Linked DNA regions of Danio rerio: region 2 is linked to region 1. A link is a contact called in public Micro-C data. All regions are on one chromosome and are shown on one strand. Each heading gives the region's core, a stretch centred on a gene start, on an enhancer-like site or on the middle of the called end of the contact. The rest is flanking DNA. Distances are from core to core; before and after follow the strand shown.

Region 1 (2,700 bases), core at 93-2,592:
TCCTGTAGCACTTTACCCTGGTAAATCAACCTCTGCTTATCCACAGAGATTTCAACAGAAGCAGCGATGTGCTCCTTAAACTGCTTCACTGTCCACTGAAAGTAAGAAAGGTGACATCCAAAACATTAACAGCAACAAAATTGATTCATCAAAGTAAAGCTTGTTAATCAGTTTAAACGCAGTAGTATATGTTTATACTGTGCACACAAGCTGAATCTGAACAAACTTAAAAGTGGTGGCTGGCTGCAGTATAGGTCATAAATTCCATCCTCTCTGTGTAAACAATTGTAATGTGAGTCAAGCTAAAAATTAATGACAATTTTTCATATGGTTTCCACAATTTTAGGACGTATTAAATTATGCTGAGGTATGTTTGCTTCAATTTAGTCAACTGATGCCATGAACAACGAGGACAGCTTAACTACAGATTTGGGCTCCAAATGGCATCACTGGTGCAAGAGGCCAGCGACCATACTGAGATTTTAAGTTCAATTTTCTAATGTGAAACGCCACATCTTTGTTGTGTATAAAGTTTATATTCTAAAATGACCTTGTTTGGTGCAAATATATCACAAAGCTGACAAAAACACACACCTCTCCTCTGACGGTGAACGTCCTGCTCTGGGAGTCCAGAGTTTTTACGGTCACCTCTATGACTCCTGATTCCTCCATGACCTCCAAAATTTCTTTTAAAAGGTGAGAAGATGGAAAAAGTTTCTAAAAATGATTAAAAAAGATTGACATCTTTAATTAGCAGATATCAAACAGCATCTATGATGTAACAATAAACCGCAGTACTCGTTCAAATCAAAGCTGCTGACTATAAGTTTGACCGCGTATTTTATTGCCAGAGAAACGTCAAATCTGACAGTGCGGCTTCACTGATTTAAGTGGGTGCGTTCTTGTTTTGTCTCCATAGTAACGCTGGGCGCTACTGGCACTGAAGATGCTTGCGGTCGCATATTGCACTTTATTTTAATATACTTTCATGCAAAATATTAAATTAGCTATGCTTATTTTTATAAACACGAATATACATAACTTATCGCTACTGTTAAACAACACTGCTATAATATACAAGAAAGGCTAACAAGTTTTTTGCTAACATATCAAAGCAATTCGGTTACTCCAGAAAAAAACAATAACGCAAGTTAAATATGGATAACAGCAACATATATATGGGTTAGATATGCAAAACATCAAACACCTTACATGTAACAGATAACTGTTGTAGTTCGACGATTCAGGGTTTTTAATGCTAATTATTTTATCTTACACAACGACTATAGAGACATGGCTAGCTAAGCAGCTAGCATAGCAAATCCCATTCGGTGACATGAAGTGACGTCATGCTTTCTGACAAAAGAGGGATTTCAAAATAAGGTTTTTGTGTGAAGGCGTGATTTTTTCCCCAAACCAGCGTAGTGGTTTGTGGTGTTTTCAAGTTAAGTGTACTCCTTTAGAAATTAAAGTTCATAATTTAGGTCCGTAGCCAGCCTAGTGAAATGAGTGGTTCTTTTTGTTCTCAAAACGTGGACATTTTTGCTGTTATCGACTCATTTTCCACTCTACAGCACAGCGTTGCCCTCAGGCAATATAAAGTTTTTTAAGGCTCGTTCTAAGCACAGATAAAAAAAAAAACGATTGCAACCAATTCAAATGTTAGAAAAAGTATCAATAAAACATCCAATAAGGTGTGGGAGTCACTATCGAGCACCGGGTGGAACTTCATCTTCTGACTCGTGTTGACAGGAGCACATGGCATTAGAAGAAGTTAAGATTATTTGCTTATTTAACCTCGTTTAAAGTGACATAAACTGCACAAAAAAATGTGTTTATTTTGTGAAGTTGTAGAGAAGCCTTTTGTCAGGATTTATGAAGCTTTTTTTTATTCTACATGTTCAGAAATGTTTTTTTTTCTTTTCGTTGCCTCAGGGCAACGTCGTGCGATAAGTGGTACTTTTCAAGATGTGTTTACTGACATTACATGTGGGCATTTTCAAATATTATAATTTTTACATATTGTATGATTTTTAACATGTTTGACAGAAAAATGGACGTAGGCTTGTTCTATGGAAGAGCAGGATCTAGGAGTTAGGCGAATCTGAGGACAATGAGATTGTAGTGACAGTGAGGAGAACAAGGTTTGAGCAGAAGTGTATAATCATAGACTGTAAAATATATAATATATCTTCAGAAGTTCAAAAATTAGCACTGACTATCATTTATAAGTTATCAGTTTACTTAGCATGCAGCACACAAAATAGGGGTCAAATATGCAGACAATAACAATACAGTGCTCACCATATACGAGTAAATCACTCACAAACCTCTCGTTTAAATCAATATTAGATCTAGGGCTAATCTAACAAAATAATTTATGATAACGGTCCAGAATTAGTACATCTAAATTGATATGTTAGAGAAAAATATTGAACAAAAAATGTAATAGAGCAAAATTCAACAGAAACAAAAAATATATATAAAATTTAGTTGAAATTTTGTAGTTTGTAATCTTTTCCCCAATACATTCATTAAAATGTATTATCTTCTGTTTCTAAAGATGTTCGGTGAATGAAATATTATTTTAATAAATATATCAGTTTAATAAATCTGTTTTGTTTAAATTCACCAAAACAAATTACTTATAATCACAGATAATTGGATAAAAAGTCATTTTCAAAATGGGGTATACTCAGT
Region 2 (2,700 bases), core at 5-2,504, 330 kb after region 1:
TTTTTGTGTCTGTATACTGTAGCGGTTTTTGTAGCCTGTGGCTTTAAATGCAAATGAGCTGCTTCTCCTTGCTCACCGTTCCCACATGCATGTCTGCTTCTCATCATGCATTAAGTCAGATAAACAGCAGTCAGTGATAGATACAGACACAGATGAAGCTAAAATGCAACTCATTAGTCAACAAATGCCAAGTAAGTTTCATGTATTTGTGGTGGAGTTTTTTCAAACCTTTCTGAGTCTTACATAAATGCTGTTTGCGGTAAAGCACACACAGACATATTAGCATTTACTGATACCATGCAGCCGTGGTGATTATAATGGTTAAGAATTGCATATCGATTTTACTGCCTTTATTACAAACATGCTCTCTTTTAAAAAAGTTTTTAACTAATAAAAATCACAGAGAGTTGGAAGAAATATTTTAAGTTTCTTTGCCTGTCAATCAATTCGGTGGGCGCGGAAAACTGCACTCCTATACCACAATGGTCCTATTTTAACTCCATGAAATAAAAAAGAGACTTGTTGTGTTTATATCACTCCAGTATCACTGTGGACACACTATACCTACACACAGCTCTGTCCAAAAAGCTTGCAAAAGTTCCTCATAGGTGCCCTTTAAATATTATTTACTAACACATTAATAAAATGTAATATTTATGGCTATATAAACATTTAAAAAGCATAATCCTAAATACTAATTTAGCATTCTTAGCATCAATAGTCTGAAAACCTCAAGCTGAAATCTTGTGATCAATAAAAACTGTTATAAGAAATGCTGAGTTTATACTGACATTTTGAATCCTGAGTCGCTTAAAAGCAGACAAATCTGAGTTTAACTATAGCAAAACCGATGATGTAGTCTAAAATAAAGAAACACGAGGAGAAACCTTTTTTTTACCAGAGGAAAAATCTGATAGGTTATTAATTTTTGCAGATGTCAATTTCCTTTGCAGTTAATGTTACCATGGTCTTGGAGAAACAACTGTGATTTATGTTACAGCTTTCAATTGTGCTGTTTCTTTCTTACTCTGTTACACGTCCTGTAGGTTTAGGTTTGGCTGCCGGCCTTCTGCATGAGCGAATGAATGAATAAAATAATATATCTTTCAGTGCAAACACTGCTTGATTTAGACAGCAGAGGTCAGAAGACAGACAAAAAAATCGCTACTAAAACATCCCCGAAGTTTGTACTAGGCCCAGGATGTTTGGCAGGCGGCATGAATTTTTTCGACAGCTGAGGCATTTAAGTGCTAGAGAATAACAGCATTACAACATTCAGCCGTTGGGTCTGGCACCAGCAGAGCCCCCCGAGGAGAGAGACAGAGAATCAGCTGCTTCAGCATGCATGAGTTTGTTTGAGCATCTGCGGGGAGGGCATGTGTTTTACTGCCCTGCAATTCTGACATAAAAGCAATAAAATGAAGTGTGGAGAAAGAACAGCGAGATCTGTGTGAGTCTACATGAGTGTGTGGCTGCATGAAAACAGAGCTGATATGAGGACAGTATGTGGTGTATCATATTGTATGTTAAAGGGTAGTGGGGCCTGCGTGCATTTGCTTTGGATCTCTTGGGGAGGCACTTAGGCTGCTGTAAACCGATGCCTAGGGGATCTGGACAGCTGGAGTTGCTCATCTGTCTATCAGCTTTCATCAAAGACCTGCTTCTTTTGCTTTGGTCTCTAAGGAGTTTCTTACAACCAGCCTAAACTTTTACTCTGTGTGGGGTCTGACATGATCGTGTTATAAAATGGATATTTCAGGTCTTTGATTCTTGACACCATTGTAAATTGCTTTATAGGGGCTTTTGCACCAGATTAACTTTTTTCTAGGTCCAATAGAACCTTTTTGGCAATGCTCTTAGTTACAGGAACTCCATCAATTCAATTCATCTTTATTTCTATAGCCCTTTTAGATTGTGTCAAAGCCGCTTAACATAGAAGTTCTAGTAAAGTTCAGTTTAGTTTAGTTTAGTGTGGTTTAAATTTCACTGCTGAAAGTTTAAACACTGAAGAGAGAATTCATCGGTGCACAGCTCCACAATCCCAATCCAAGCAAGCAAGCCAGTGAATAGGAAAAACATTGACCAATTGACAAAGTGTTGAAACAGTGGGACTAAATGTGTTTACCTTTCAGAGTTGGGTCAATCCAGCATGATCTCACAAGGAAACATAATTTTACATATGGTCAGAAGAGTAATTTGTTCAAACATGACATGAATTTTAAAATGAAGTGTGGCCCCAAAGCCCTCCCCAACACTAGCCCTCATTATGGGATGAGCAAGTCATACTAAAATGTACAAATGAGATTGTACACATGAATGCAAATTAGCCACTAAATCAAAAAGTTAACTGCTGTGAGATTACGCTGGTCTATCTTAACGCAATAGGAACTATAGTGATGTAAGTGAACATTGACTGGGCAGCTGGAGACTATATGAAACAACGGATCCATATTCTAATGTGTTACATTTATGTACAGAAAGCTAATAGTGTCTTTTGCATGGGTAGTAACAAGAACTAATATATGGTAACACTAAAAACTAGTTTCCTCTCAGATAATTTTCCTGGATGCATTCACATCATCACTTGGAACAAGTAAAGAATAACTAATTTCAACTCATTGGGAAAACAAGCACAGGGCTACATTTTTGCAAACACATTGCATTGGTGACGTTTCCTTGCAGCTTATGTTGACAATCCAC

The links. A called contact is a pair of places that touch in the nucleus more often than the background predicts.
Region 2: a Micro-C map of caudal fin shows a contact between it and region 1, with 4 times the contacts expected there. The contact joins the enhancer-like site here to the promoter of bag6l in region 1. A contact is called at or near these places in 4 of 18 Hi-C or Micro-C datasets (caudal fin, embryo, hematopoietic stem cells and 1 more).

What each region holds. Positions count from the first base shown.
Region 1 is chr19:32,981,049-32,983,748 of GRCz12tu, forward strand. bag6l (BCL2 associated athanogene 6, like) reads right to left here and starts at 1,343. Exons shown (of 24, transcript NM_001328276.1): 1 at 1,213-1,343; 2 at 595-686; 3 at 1-95. The coding sequence starts at 672. LOC141379131 (a long non-coding RNA gene) reads left to right here. Exons shown (of 2, transcript XR_012395132.1): 2 at 1-1,322.
Region 2 is chr19:33,313,572-33,316,271 of GRCz12tu, forward strand. All of the region lies in intron 1 of LOC141379124 (a long non-coding RNA gene), which reads right to left. Among named protein-coding and RNA genes, the nearest start is that of mfsd2ab, 21 kb to the right of the region's middle. Within about 2 kb of position 1,255, at least 17 of the 62 cell types and tissues checked have an H3K27ac peak or open chromatin away from gene starts, as enhancers often do. A contact at or near this core is called in caudal fin, where this site is marked.